Linked DNA regions of Mus musculus: all the other regions are linked to region 5. A link is a contact called in public Hi-C, HiChIP or PLAC-seq, Micro-C and promoter capture Hi-C data. All regions are on one chromosome and are shown on one strand. Each heading gives the region's core, a stretch centred on a gene start, on an enhancer-like site or on the middle of the called end of the contact. The rest is flanking DNA. Distances are from core to core; before and after follow the strand shown.

What was found. Promoter capture Hi-C pulls out the DNA fragments that hold promoters and counts their contacts. Hi-C and Micro-C count contacts between places; a contact is called where the count stands out from the background. HiChIP or PLAC-seq counts read pairs in DNA pulled down with a chosen protein or histone mark.
Region 1: a contact with region 5 is called in a promoter capture Hi-C map of the HPC-7 cell line, with 8 times the contacts expected there. The contact joins the enhancer-like site here to the promoter of Cdc20b in region 5. A contact is called at or near these places in 9 of 39 promoter capture datasets (the 3T3-L1 cell line, 3T3-L1-derived adipocytes, the C10 cell line and 6 more), 3 of 484 Hi-C or Micro-C datasets (adipose-derived mesenchymal stem cells, embryonic stem cells and pro-B cells), 2 of 115 datasets of contacts at active chromatin or transcription factors (T-cell acute lymphoblastic leukemia and astrocytes) and 2 of 9 other capture datasets (adipose tissue and embryonic stem cells).
Region 2: a Hi-C map of the Ba/F3 cell line shows a contact between it and region 5, with 4 times the contacts expected there. The contact joins the enhancer-like site here to the promoter of Cdc20b in region 5. A contact is called at or near these places in 4 of 39 promoter capture datasets (3T3-L1-derived adipocytes, embryonic stem cells, hippocampal neurons and 1 more), 4 of 484 Hi-C or Micro-C datasets (the Ba/F3 cell line, adipose-derived mesenchymal stem cells, embryonic stem cells and 1 more), 4 of 115 datasets of contacts at active chromatin or transcription factors (T-cell acute lymphoblastic leukemia, astrocytes, regulatory T cell precursor and 1 more) and 3 of 9 other capture datasets (adipose tissue, embryonic stem cells and liver).
Region 3: a contact with region 5 is called in an HNF4G HiChIP or PLAC-seq map of pancreatic cancer cells. The contact joins the promoter of Ndufs4 here to the promoter of Cdc20b in region 5.
Region 4: a contact with region 5 is called in a Micro-C map of embryonic stem cells, with 5 times the contacts expected there. The contact joins the promoter of Fst here to the promoter of Cdc20b in region 5. A contact is called at or near these places in 2 of 39 promoter capture datasets (cranial neural crest and embryonic stem cells), 2 of 484 Hi-C or Micro-C datasets (both in embryonic stem cells), 2 of 115 datasets of contacts at active chromatin or transcription factors (astrocytes and pancreatic cancer cells) and 2 of 9 other capture datasets (adipose tissue and embryonic stem cells).

What each region holds. Positions count from the first base shown.
Region 1 is chr13:111,777,528-111,780,227 of GRCm38.p6, forward strand. The region is part of intron 1 of Map3k1 (mitogen-activated protein kinase kinase kinase 1); the gene reads right to left. Among named protein-coding and RNA genes, the nearest start is that of Map3k1, 30 kb to the right of the region's middle. Within about 2 kb of position 1,309, at least 97 of the 459 cell types and tissues checked have an H3K27ac peak or open chromatin away from gene starts, as enhancers often do. A contact at or near this core is called in the HPC-7 cell line and pro-B cells, where this site is marked.
Region 2 is chr13:111,795,709-111,798,466 of GRCm38.p6, forward strand. The region is part of intron 1 of Map3k1 (mitogen-activated protein kinase kinase kinase 1); the gene reads right to left. Among named protein-coding and RNA genes, the nearest start is that of Map3k1, 12 kb to the right of the region's middle. Within about 2 kb of position 1,468, at least 314 of the 459 cell types and tissues checked have an H3K27ac peak or open chromatin away from gene starts, as enhancers often do. A contact at or near this core is called in the Ba/F3 cell line, T-cell acute lymphoblastic leukemia, adipose tissue and 6 more, where this site is marked.
Region 3 is chr13:114,386,693-114,389,392 of GRCm38.p6, forward strand. Ndufs4 (NADH:ubiquinone oxidoreductase core subunit S4) reads right to left here and starts at 1,402. Exons shown (of 5, transcript NM_010887.2): 1 at 1,267-1,402. The coding sequence starts at 1,364.
Region 4 is chr13:114,457,645-114,460,356 of GRCm38.p6, forward strand. It overlaps Fst (follistatin), which reads right to left and starts at 1,307. Exons shown (of 6, transcript NM_001301373.1): 1 at 858-1,307. The coding sequence starts at 942. All of the region lies in intron 1 of Gm41074 (a long non-coding RNA gene), which reads left to right.
Region 5 is chr13:113,034,022-113,036,914 of GRCm38.p6, forward strand. It overlaps Cdc20b (cell division cycle 20B), which reads left to right and starts at 1,358. Exons shown (of 12, transcript NM_001281487.1): 1 at 1,358-1,420; 2 at 1,693-1,755. The coding sequence starts at 1,358. Mir449c (microRNA 449c) reads left to right here and starts at 1,962; the gene lies at 1,962-2,070.

The DNA.
Region 1 (2,700 bases), core at 59-2,558, 1.3 Mb before region 5:
AGGCTCTGGAAGGAAACCAACGGAGGACCCTCGGGCAACCCCTCAGCCATGAAGAGTCACAAGGTTCCAGGCTGCAGTAACAACTGCTGGGGAGACGGGGCGCGCAGGTCTGGCAGGGTCTCTGGAGCTGGCTTATTCTCACTGCCACCCCAGTCTCCCAGGCTCACCCTCCTGCCTTTTCTCCAGCCCCAGGACACAAGGCTCTGGGGTGTCCTGGACAGGCTATGTCCCACCTGACTTCTCACTGAATTCACTTCTACACAGCCACTCAGAGACTGCGTCAGTTCACCCTTTCCCAGCTCAGCTCTTTCTCCTTCAAAGTGATCACTGCAACTTACAAACATGTCTCCTCCTCCCTCCAACTGCAAACTCTACTGGAGACAACTGTCTCCTCCTGGAGCCTTGATAAGTGAGGGTCCCTTGCTGGGCGTTTTCAGGGAGCCTCCTTCAGGCTGGGAGCAGCTCAGAGGAGATAGGTGCTCACACTCCTGCTTCTCTCCCGTCTCCTCACGCGGAGGCACACGCTTCATCGATCCACTGTGCATCAGAGCACAGGCAGTACCGAGTGACCGTTGCCTCAGATGAAACGAGTTATCTTTTACTAACAGCTTCAGCAGTCCTAAGGGCTTCCCTACCACTTCTAGCCCTGAATGACTTCCATGTTAGTATTTTTATCACTCTGCACTTGTGATTACGTCTGGAACTCTGATGTTATTTATTGAGAGAATTCATCATTCCTAAATCAATCTATAAACATAAACAAAGAGTTTTAGCCTTCTCATAAGTATTTTGTATAGTTAATTCTAAAATGCACATTTTTTACACTCTGTCATCTGAAATCTGAATGGCTCTGAGCAATGACATGTAAATTTTTAGGTGACCGTTTTTTCCTTCATAGATTGTAAAATGGTATAATTTGCAAACGCTGAGATCTCAGAAAAACAAAACAAAACATGCAGTACATCCCATTTTTCATGCCACAAAAAAACCAAAACAAACACCCCCCCCCCCCCCCCCACACACACACTGCTTCCGTTGTCCTTGAAGTGGAAAGCAGGAACCAAATCTTCCTCCCGTGCTTACACTGTGGTTTATTCATAGCCTCGCCTGTGCTCCATCCACAGACAGCAGGCTCCTAGCTTGTCGTCCATCCACGGACAGACAGACAGCAGGGTCTCCAGTGGTCAGGCATTTGTGTGTGCACATGTACACAGCAACGACTTGCCAGCCAAGGAACACTACAGCTACAGTAGAATGCGAGCTTCCTTTTTTAACCAAAGCTACTATAGTCAGGAAGCCTTGAAGCTACTAGGAACTTCTGATGGCTGGTTAACCACACTGTGTGGGGTGGGGGGTAGTGTACCATGGCTGTTATTACCTAGAAACATACGGGCTTTTAGCTAAAATAGTTTATACATGTCTGACCTTTTAAGTTAGCTGATTCTAGTAAAGCCAAAATACTTCTGGGGAGAACTACTGGAAGACTTAGAGCAAGAACAAGGCTGCAGTGACATGAGTTTGAAAGGCAAACACTAGCCGACAGGACTGTTCCTGTTGATCCGGGTGCATGGAGCCCAGGCCATTTTATGCTGGATCTAGAACTTTAAAACCCCTCAGCCTGATGTTAGGTTTCCCTAGCTTTTTCTACACGTATGGAGTACGGCTGTGAAACTCTAGGTGCTTCAAGAGTCCCCTTCTGTCTTGGAAGAGGTCGTTTTTATATTATTTATTATGATTATATTAATGTCTGGGTCTAAGCAGCTTACTATGGGTTCATCAGTTCCATAAGCCAGGCCCCTTTCCTGGAGTGCCTTACACGCCAGGCACGCCCCGTTCTTACAGCACTAAGAACACTGACAATTTATACATGTCTTTGCAGATAGTCTGCACACACACACACACACACACACACACACACACGCAATCTGCAAAGTTTCCTATCCTCACGTCTTTAATACAAAATTCCCTACAGTATTCTGTAGTCACTAGCTATTCTATCCTAGCAGGCTACATATCCATTGCAACGCGATCTAAATTCCTGGTTTCCTCACAGCACTGGGAGATCTTACAGGACGGACTGCATTTTCAGCACTTTCCTATGGGAGGAGCCAAGTGTGCTGGGACTGATATACTGTATCAGAGGTGTGTATGTGTGTAGGGGTGGGGGGCAGTCCCCAGGGGCTTTCTCCCTGTTGAGTTCATAGTTGGCTGGTCCAAGAGTGTGCCTTGGTTCAAAGACACTCTATACCGAGATGGTATTGGACATCTTGCAGTTTGAAAGTAGGATGCTTGAAAAGTGTCACTGCATAAAGAGTGGGATCAGAGTAACAAAGAAAAAACTAAGTAAAACAAAACTGTAGGCGCAGATAGAATAAAGAAGTCAGGACTCCGGGAGGACTTAGCTACCGAGGGAGGAACAATAAAAGTAGGCAGGAGGGTTGCACTGGGTCCCTCTGCAGCTACTAGACAATTAGTGCTAGCCTAATACTGCCCCAAGTGACAGGCTGTAACTCCCAAGGGCCACAGGCATGTCTCAGTGAGGGAAGCATTTTCACGATTCTTTAACCAGCTAAGCCAAGATCTCAATGGTATTTATTAAGAGGGTTTTTTCATTATTCCTAAATTAATCTACAAATATAAACCACCTAGTCTGGAATGAAACACCCTAATACACTCTAGTCTCTGGGAAAATCCCAAAAA
Region 2 (2,758 bases), core at 218-2,717, 1.2 Mb before region 5:
CTGTAACACAGCTCCTCAGGTTGTGGGACCCCAGCCATAAACTTGTATTTTGCTGTTACTTCACACCTGTAATCTTGCTACTGTTATGAACTGTAAATATCTGATATACAGATGGTATTAGTTGACCCCTGTAAAAGGATCTCTAGAGGGTTTCAGGCACCTCAGGGTGGCCTTGAACTTCTGGTCCTTAGGCCTCCACCTCCTGAACAGCCAGGGTGCAGGCTAGGCCCCTAGGTGTCCAGGTGTGGTGCTAGGGATGGAACCAGAGCTTCAGGAAGACTAGAACAGTACCAACTGAACTACATCCCCAGCCCTGGATACGAGGTTTCTGCTAACTCACTTGCATGGATTAAGATCTGGGACATCTAGCATTTTTGGGGGGACAGGGGGACCCATCAACATGTATACAGTATTATACTGTACAATAAAATGCCAGATGCATTTCTTACCAAGTTGCTGGATTCAGAGAGAAGCTGACTTCAGATGCTAATGACTTTGTATCAACAAAACTTGGCCCAGGAAGGAGGTAGAATAGAAAGTAACAAGTTCTTCAGCTTAGCCTTTTCTCTCCGACGCCAAATCTTTTGGGCCTATGCCCACGAGGGGAGGTTCTCTTCCCAGGTCTTTGGCGCTGTTGTCAGAGGTCTCCTAGCAAACCCTCTCGGGATGGAGGAGGAGTGGCTCACTCTCCACTTTGGAGACTGCAGGAGAGGCCCAAGTGTGCGCTGTGCAGATTGACAGTCCAGCTGCCTCATCCCCTAGCGACAGAACCTACAGCCAGTCATCACAGTCTGACACAAAGGTTCAGAATGGTGCCTCGGGAATCAATCTGTAACAAATGTTCTGCCCTTCACCCAGCCTGGTCTGGAAATCACGTGCTGGGAACGTACAGTGAGGCCCCAGCCACCTATCTCTATATCTGATGGCAACATTGCAACACTGAGGGGCGGGCTTGCAGAAGCAGGAAGTCTCAAGTGTTCTTCACCACCAATCTGAGACAAACAGCAATTCCTGCTAAGGTCCCACTGCTCAGCAGTGGGTTATGAGCAGCCTCAATGTCTCTGTGTGTGTGTGTGTGTGTGTGTGTGTGTGTACACAGGATCTCTCACTATGTCCCTCAGGCTAGCCTGGAACACTCTCTCCCCTTCAGCCTCCTGAGCACTGAGATTACAGGTGTATGTGGCCATGTGTTACCTTCCACTGCTTCTCTTTATAGTACTTTAAGCTTCTCTTCACGGGTGATAAACAGTTTGAAACCGCAAGAGTTTATTAAAAAACAAACAAACAAACAAACTTTCAATAAATTTAGCCACAAAAAATAACTTTCAAAATTAAATTTCAGAAAGGAACAAGAATTTGAAGGACGACCTGGGGTCAGGAAAACAAACACTAAACTTCACAGAGCTGAGAGCGCTGGTCAGCTACAGTGCCTGCAGCGCACCAGGAAGTGGGTCAGGACTCTCAGAGGAGGAGGAGTCTTGCCTGAGCTGGGCGGGGACAGTCTGAGTCTGAAAGCTGTGGCTCAGAGTGGCCTCAGGGGCTCCCTGCCACTCCTTCCTGGGTCTGTTGCACGTGAGCAGCACAGAGCAGGGGTTTCCAGGACCTCAGCCTGCCACCAGACTAACAGCTATTTCACCCCACATTGCAGAATCGAAAAGCTACACTTTTCCATTCCCCCCCCCCGCCCCGTGGAAAAAAAACTTACAAAATAGTAAGGAGAAATGAATTTCTAACAAGATGATCACTATGTGCACAGATGGCCTTTGCTAAAAACAAGAGCGGCTAAGTACAAGCCTTTGCAGTTATGGGCAGTGGCTGGCATCAAAGTTAATGAGAGACGTTTAAAAGGGATCTTGTCTCACGATCACCCACTCCATTTTGGAGCTCAGAGATATGAAGCGGAGACTCCAGAGTGGTATTCATTCCCAGGGGCCTGATGGCAATAGGTGGCTGGCAGGTCTGGCTCCCAGCTCAGAAACTCCTCCTTTGAGCCTGCTGACCCACTTCCTGGTGCAGCGTGGTTACCCGTCCAGCTACAAAGGCTTTTTATTTAGTTCTAAGCACTGAGACCTAAGGATCGGTCCGTGGAACAAAACCCAGGTGGAGATCTCTGTCTAGCTCTCCAGCTGGCCAGAGCCAGGGACCTTATCCTAGGTGTCTGAGCCTCATCTGCACCCTCTCTCCATTCAGGTGGGGCTGCCTGAGCTACCCAGGACAGATTTCTAATCACGCTGACATTGACTTCTGGGCCTCTGTACTTTCCACCCTCTTAGCCAATGGATTCTCTTGAGAGCCTCTTGTGAGTGTCCCACTCTTAAGAATGCTTCAGGGCTTAGTGGCATGTCCCCGAGCCAGGCAGATATTCGCAGCACACTCTCAGGGACACACTATAGGACAGCTGACACTCAAGGTTACTGAAGGGATGGTGTCCCGTACTCAAGAGTGGTGACTCACACGGGTCACTCATGCTATCACACTCACTACACTGCCCTTCCTTCTGTTCCTCTAAGACCGCTGCCCCAGGCTCATGGAGAGGGGCTGTGGGGGCCTGGCAGCTGACACAAGCCTGCCACAGACGTGCTCATGCCCAGCCAGGCTCTCTGCTTGAAGCATTTGAACCTCTTGGTCTGACCCGTGATGGCCTTGGATTAGTCTCAAGGGCAGTCTCGGCTTGGTACCAACATTTTCCCCTGCCAGCGCACGTCTGAAACGTTAACACCGGTGAGTTAGAACACTTGATTCATTTTACAGCGTGTGC
Region 3 (2,700 bases), core at 152-2,651, 1.4 Mb after region 5:
ACTCTCTGTACCAACTCAACTCTATCCCCAGTCCCTGAGGCCTTTTACAAATCTCCTGACTTTACTAAGGGCAACCTTTTCTTTCCCACAAAACAACCACTACTTAAAACTGCATCAAAATTTGTCTCCAAAAGTTCCAACCAGCTCACTTTAACTCTGTATTCCCTCTGTATTGAGCTTAACACTAATTTAACAAGCATTTTGATAGATACTAGTTCCCTTTTTCTTTCTTAAAGGTATTTAATGGTTTGGTCTTGTTTGAGACAGGGTCTCTCTAAGTAGCTCTGGCTGTCCTGGAACTCACAGAGATCCAGCCGCCTCTGGTTCTGCCTCCCCAGAGCTGGCTGGCATTAAAGGCTTGTACCAGTGTGCCAGACTTTTCCTTTTTTTTTTTTTTTTTTTTTTTTTTTGTACCACATTCTTCCCACCCCTTACAGACCCATCCTCACTGTGAACATTGAATGTAGTCTCCACAGCATGCAGCTGTCAATACAAGGCCACTCTTCACAGGAGCAAACTTCGAAACAAGTGATAAAACCCAGTATCTTATACACCCAGGAAAACAGAGACTACGTAAAATAGAGCAATGCTGCGGAGGGGGGCGGGGGGGAAGGGAGGGGGCAGTCACCACAAGAAACCTTCCGGCATCTAGGGCTACATAGTGTGATCTGTCTCAAACAAACAAACGAAGTAAACAAATCAAAATAAAAGCCACCTTGCTGCCTGAGAGCGTAGCTCCGTGGTGGAACTTAAGACTGGAACGCACTGGTTAGAAAGACAAAAAACAGGTACGCTGTAACCTTCCGATGGATATTGCTATAAACTCTGAAGTCCTGAGAAGTTTTCCTCTTATGCACAATGATGAATACAACAACCTTTCTGTTTGGAAGCCCAGCCGATATTAACTAAAGCCAGGGAAAGGATAGCAGGGATTTACCCTTTCAGGCTGGAATGGGGCAAGCAGGTGACAAGCGGAAGGGATGTAGGACATTGGGAGAGAGGTCGCCCAGACTCCTCCCCTTCTCAGGAGCCACGATCCAGTTCACAGCTCCTCCGCACAGACCCTCGCCCGTCCGCAGCTGCAGAACCCCAGGCCCCGCAGGCGCCTCGCCGGAAACCAGCGTCGGTCCCCGCATCCCGAGGAAGGGTCAAGGGAGGACGCGTTCCCAAGGCCGCCTCCGGGGCCCAGCCGGCCCAGCCTCCCCCAAAGTGGAGCGACCTGGGAACCCTGAATGAATAGCTCGACAAGGCTGACAGTTATGTTACCTGGATGGAACTCTACAGACGGAAACGGCAGCTGTAGCCATTGCCCTTCGCCCCAACATCGCCTGTCTCAGCGACACTGACATTGAGACCGCCGCCATCTTCCTGTAGGCAAACGCCAGGATGCGAGTACGGATCCCCGCTAGGGACTCACTTCCTCCGTTCTCAAAGCAATGCGGCCGCAGTGAAACAGAGGCATGTTCTGTTTGTTTTCCTTTTGCGATTGAGGACCTAGAAAAGAAATTAAAGTTCTAGCTGAAAGAACTAAAGAGGGAAATGGATGAAAGGACTCAGTGAATGCAAATGATGCCTCTATAGAAAGTAATCCTTGTTAGTAAGGTTGGTCATTTACATTGAGGCTGAGAAGCCCAAAAGAAAACGCTTCGAAAAATGTAAACACCTGTAACTCATAATTTTTCAAAGAACTCGGAATATCTGAGGCTGGGCCCACTGGAAGAGCCGGAGGGCTTCTTGAGTCTTTGAGAAACTAAAGTAGTACTTTCCCAAAGTGTTGCCAGATTCCGTTTGCAAGCCTTCAGAACAGGCTGCACTCAGTTTGATGGTCTGTAGTTATAATAATCATATTTTCCACACTAAAAAGCTAGCCTCGCAAAAAAAAAAAAAGGAAGAAAGAAAGAAAGACCATATGGATTTACATGAAATCTAGTGGGGGCTGGGGATGTAGCTCAGTTGGTAGAGTGCTTGCCTACCTAGCATACAGGTACCAAAGGCTTGGTGATCTGCTCTTATAAGCCTTTGATTTGAGGTTGAGGGTAGAGTATGGAAGGTTGTCACTGGAACTACCAAGCAAACACCTCGCCCCCCCCCCCGCGCCCCACCCGGAAAAGGGGCGGAGCCATCTTGATTATTCTTCCTATCTCCATCATCCCTTCCATTTGTCACCCATTCCATTCCAATGGCCATTAAAAGTAACAAAAAGCAAAGATTATAAACGATAACCAGGTTTAAGTGTCCTATCTAATCGCACCTGGCTCCTCAGTGCTTCAACAAACCTTTTCTTTTCTTTTCTTTTTGTTTCCAAGTCTGCGATGTCAAATCCAGGGACAGGTGTGCAGTTCATCACTGATCTACATTCCTAGCTTCTTTGTTTCTTGTAAGAGACAGTATCTCTCGATGTTATCCAGGCTAGACTTCAACTTACCACCCTCCTTCTTCAGCCTCCAGAGTATTCACAGACCTTTTCATCCACTAATGTCTTCAACGTTGTTTCTCAAACGATACCCCAACACTGATGGGAGAACATTAGTTTTCATATTGATATAGCGTTGGCCTGGGTATTCACAATACCTGTCATGATTCTTTCTTAATGTACTTATTTATGTATGTATGCATACAAATGGGTGCCACGGCACATGTGGAGGTCAGAGAACAGCTTTCAACAGTCAGTTTTCTCATTCTAACTAATGTCATAGGTTT
Region 4 (2,712 bases), core at 57-2,556, 1.4 Mb after region 5:
TCTCATGAATCACCAAAGTGACTCGAGAGTAATTGTCGTGAAGCTGCGGGGTTACCACTATTTTTAAAAAAGAAATCCAGCCTGGAGACTAATTGTAATAAAATCAATTCATTTTTAATTTTAGAAGATAAACTTCAGAAATTTGCTCTTTAATCCAGGTCGGAGTCTAAATAGCTTGTGGGCTGCTTGGTTCACAGAAGTTAACAGGAATGAGGCAAAGTGGAGAAAACTGTAAAGTACTTAAAACACTTCGGGCTAATAATTTGGTTTGTCTTTCTTCTTTTTCGCGGGGCTTGGGGGAAAGAGGCAGAAGGAGCATCCGCTAAGCGTAAAACTACCTCCCTCTAAAAATTTCAGTACCCACATTTCCAAGTTTGGGCAAAGTTTCTGAAACCACGTCCCCCGGCCACCCAAGAAAATTCGGTATCTCCCATCCCCCACCCCGTCATTTTTTTTTTAAAGAGTCTCCAAAAGATATGGAAGGAAGATGGATAGATTGCTAGTAGGTCGACTGTAATCTCCAGGCTACGGATGCTCGCCCTTCTCCCGAGCCAGCCAGGGGAGATAACATCTAAAGTCATTAGGACCAGAACTTGGAGCATCTACCCCTAACTACTGAGGCTCCAGCTCCTCCACTCAAGCCCTTTCCTTTTTGAGGGTAACCTGGCTCTAAACTCCGCTCTCTATCCTAAAGTGTCACTGCCTTCAGTCTTTCCCTCCCGTTCCGTTCTACAGGAGTAGCCGGGTGGTTCCAACATCTTCCGAGAGCAGCGTAGGTCAGAACAGACCAAGTGGAGACAGCAGAAAAGTAGAACCCCTGCCCCAGCCGAGCCTCTGGGCGCATCCCTTCCACTCACCCTGGGCGCTGCGGTCCTCCATGAACTGGCAGAGTAGCAGCAGCAGGAGGCAGAGCCCGCCGGGCTGGTGCCTGGCGCAGACCATCCTGGGGCAGGCGCGGGGCGAGGAGCGCGGCGGCGGGTGGCTCGGGCGAGCGGCGCGCGTCGCAGAGGCGAGCGGCGGAGGGCGCAGCGATCCCGGCGCAGCCCCGCGCTCGCCACCGGCCGCCCGCGCGATTCAATGGACGTCAGAAGCCGGGCGCAGCCGCGCTTTAAATCTAGACGGGGGTCTCCGAGGTTTGCGGTGGGCGGTCTCCCAGTGTGTGGGGCTGTGGGAGGGCGGCCGCGACCGAGGGTGTGCCGGCTCTTTGGGGGTGGGGAGCTTTTAAAAGTTCAGTGTGAATCAGGTGACATTTCCCACCTTCTGGAAACCCTTCCCAATTATCTGTCGGAGGTGCCCGAAATCAAAGCGGCAGGAGGGGAATCGCCGAGTTCTTATTTGCGTAGGAGCGGGAGGGGAGGGGGGAAGGAGGCAGGGGCGGGGGCTGGGGGCGACGCGTCGGGGGTGGGGAGGAACATCCACTTCAGTCCTGCACGCCGCCGCTCGGAGCCGGCGCGCCCGGGGTGGCGTGCGAGTGTGTGTGTGCGCGCGTGTGTGCGTGTGCGCGTGTGAGTGAGGGCGCTGGAGGAGGCGGCCGGCGGAGCGCGGGGACCCCGGAGGACCCCGGGAATGGGTCCCCAGCACCTCTGCTCCAGGGCTCCGGGATGAGACTTCTGCAACCCGCCGCAGGATCCCTGAGCTGCTTCAATGCCCGGGGGAGCAGTTTCAGGAGCCTCCCTGCAGAGCCTTGGCGCGGGGTCCCGGAGACGTTTTGTGTCCCGAGGTCTCTTACGTGTCTTACTTTGCGGCCACCCTGCCAGCTCCCCCGCCTCCCACTCCCTCCCGCGCCCCCTCCCCCCCCAGCCTGGAGTAGGTTGCTAAGAACCCCGACCCCCGGGCACCTTCCACCCGGGCCGAGCGCTGCGGAGACGCGGCCCTCGGGCTCCACAAGTCAGAAGCAAACAAAAATGTTTAACACCTCGGAGCCGGCCGCCCCCGGCAGTCTCGCCCTCTCCCTTTCTTTTCTCCCCTTTCACTTCGTCGCGTCTGGAGTCGCAGCCCCGAGCGGGGGCGCCGACGTAGGCGGTCTGCCCCCCTCCTCCCCCGCTCCGAGACGCCCCAGTTTCTGTCCCGACTCCTCTCTCTCTCTCTCTCTCTCTCTCTTATTTAAAAAAAAGATTGCACCATGATAATGAACTTCTGCAGCCTCAGTTTATTGAGTGCAATGCCTGGCATTCTTCGCCGAAAGTTGGCGGGTCTTCTCATTTATAACATTTTCTGGCACGGCTGAATGAAACTGAGGAGGCGATATTTCCTTTTATATAAAACGATTACTTCACGGAAAAGGCTATATTGTTTATTTCAAAGCTGCCTTTTAAATTTCTATTCTTTTCGCTTCTGAAGCCCGAACGACAACAAACAGCGAACAAAACAGACAAAATTCTTGGACATTCCCAGGTCATTGGGATTTGCTCTTACGGATTTCAAATTCGCCCTTCTTCTCTAGCCCCAGCCCTAGCGCCCCCCCCCCCCGGTCCTCCTCTCATCCTCCCACCCCCATCTTCCATCACCCTCCTCCTACCCCCTCCACAACTGCAAATAACTCAGTGATAACAGATTTTTTTCCACCAACTGCAGGAGATAGTGCTAATCTTTTAATAAAAGGTCCCATTACAATGGGATCTGTCTGGACAGACTATAATAGATCCCGAAATACAGCCGTGCTAATATTAGAAGACAGTTGTTTGGGTGCCTCTCAGACGGGCCCAAGCCCCC
Region 5 (2,893 bases), core at 108-2,607:
TTCCTGGGGCTTGGAATGAGTAAGCATTTGATCACACTGCAAGAAAAGTAGCATTCTTGTGGGGTAAGAAAGATATTCTAATACAAGCATTCTGACAAATCTCATGTGGGGTTACCAGCACACATTTTCAACCGTTGTCATTGGAACACTGGGAGCTGGGTTGCTACGAAGCCGGTATTTCTTGAATTTTCAGACGTACTAGAGTGGGCTTAAGTTATTGAGCAGTTTGAATCTCCTAGCCCCAGCATGCACAAAACAACTTATTAGAGTTAAAATGCAATCTGCTGTCACTTTGGGATGGGGACCTGGGAGCAGAGAACCTGGCTGCTGGACCTCCTAGGTTGCTCAGACAGTTTAGTCTCCTGCCATATGGCCCAGCTTGCCTTGGCAGCTCAGATGGGCAGGCAAGGCTGAGCAGCCCATCTGGCTCCCTGTCTGTCAGTCGTCTCCAGGTCCCTCCAGACCCTCGAGCAATTTCATGATCGATCCAGTCCTAGGCCTGGTCAGCTGTCTCACTGGCTTTCCTTGGCTCTTTCCCTCTCTCACAAACTTCCTGCTTATGAAGTAGCTCCCAAGATCCAGCAAGAGAACTTGGCCAGTTCCCCAATTCCCCAAGTGGACAGTGCGGATAATTTATTAATTGGAAATGTCAACGCATTTCTCGGCAGCCTAGACACCCCCCCCCCCTTTTTTGAGTTTGAGTTTGAAGACAGAGGAGTTAACATGCTCATTGAGAGACATGTTTACGTTCAGGAATTTTCACAAGCGATTATCACTAAGCAGTAAACAGAAGGGTGAGAATTACTGCACGCGTCCAAATTTGATAATCAGGGTGGGGTTGAAGAAAAGGAGAGGGGAACGGAAAAAAAGGATTAGAGTCAGTTAGGACGAAACGTTTTTGCTTTTGAAAACAACAGTGAACTCCAAAAACCCCGCTTCTCTACCCGCCGACTCCGCACCTCCTGCGGGCTCGGGCAGGAGGCTCAGGCCCGCCACTGCTCGCGGCAAAGCTTGGCGCTGCGGCGCGCGCCGCTCGGGAGGCCCAGTGCGGGGGCGCGGGTAGGAGGGCGGGACCCGAGCGAGCACCCCGACACCCCAGACTTGACGTCATCGAGGCGCTGGCCTGTGGCGGGACCGACGGAAGGAGGTTCCCGCTTTGATTGCCGCCCCGCGGGCTTTTTAAAGGTTACCCTGGGGAATACGCTCCAGGAGCTGTGGGAGGAGCGAGGGTCTCGGGGGTAGGAGGGCAGGTTTGATGGGTTTAGGGGGACGAGGCTAGCGGTTTGGGAAGTCGTGGTCCTGCTTAGCCCCTGAGGGGGAGAGGCAAGGCGTCCAGGAACAGCGCACTCACTCGGAGATGGAGTGGAAACTGCAACGCACCGCCCGGAGGAAGATCCGGACGGAAGAAGAGATGTTGTGGGTGCGTACCATCCTTTTCTTTCTTGACCCAACCCTCCCATGGGGCTTCTTGCAGAAGGTACGGTTTGTAATACCCAGTAAGGACCAAAAGATGCCATGAAATTCTACAGCCTAGTTTAAATTTTGAACGGTGTGAAATTTAAGTTCTGGAGATACCTGGTTGCTTTAGAAAGAATGAGTGAATCAGCAAACCCAGGATTCAAAACAATTCCCCACTCTCCGTGACGATTTTCCTAGAGTTTTCTCCCTTCTTATGTTAATCTATTTCCAAAGGAGAACATCATGCGGGTGCTCGCCAACGGCATGAAGCAGCAGCGAAATCAAGGTTCCCCCAAGGTGAGTTTTCTGGGCTTGCCCTTCTGTCTTCATTCTGATCTCGAGCAAATTAATTCTTGCTATAGAAGGCATTTGCAGGAATTATGGGAGAATTAATACAAATTAAAAACCTTTACAGAATCTGAAGACTTAAGAAATGGATTCTCACAACTGATGTAGCTACTTATACCTGCTTAGCGGGCGCTTCCCAGTGTCCGGCTCCACAGAGGATGAAGTGTGGGTGTGTCAGGCAGGCAGTGCATTGCTAGCTGGCTGTTAGAACTTTATCCCAACAGTTGCTAGCTGCACTACCCTCTGCTGCACTCAGAAGCATGCAAAGACGTGGAAATAGTGCCATCTGGTGGATAAGGAGGTGTCTTCAAGACAGCTACTAAAAGCTGGATCCAATATAGTATTTCTGCCCCTTAAAGCTCTAACCCAAAGCTTGCAGTTCTTTTTAAAAGAGTGTTCTTTTGAAACTCATTTTTATTACCTTGTGTTTATTTACCTGCACTTATATCTGTGCATCACGTGTGTGCGTGGTGTCCGCGGAGCTCAGAAGAGGGCTTCTGATCGCCTGGAACTGGAGTTTCAGGCTTTTGGGGGCCGCCCTGTTGGTGTTGAGAATCTAATCTGTGTTCTCTGGAGGAGCAGCCAGTGCTCTTTTCAGCCGCTGAGCCATCTCTCCAGCTCCTGTACTTTCTTTAATGGATGAAAAAGTTAAATCCTCATCTGACTCACATCTCTAGCACCACTTACTTCTCTTTACACCAAATAGCCCACATGCTTTTAAATTTAGATTATTAGCTAAAATCTCACCATTTGAATATTTTTCTAGATAACATACATTTTTCTATATTCAATCAGTGACGCTTGAAATCAAATATATAGCTGGCCTTTTAAAATGCAGTGACTAATGTCACCTATAGAGAAATAACATTTAAAAGCCTTTACATTGTGTCTTTAGTTATGTTTCCTGCCCAAATTATTTTATCTTCTAGATACTTTACTGCCTAATTCAATTGAACTTTTGTTAATTCATTTTTACTTTGCTAACATCTTTAACTTAACATTAAATTTGGAAAACCCAAGTATAAGAATACAGAGTTCTTAGTCAAGCACTTAATGCCAGCACTTGGGAGGCAGAGGCAGGTGGATC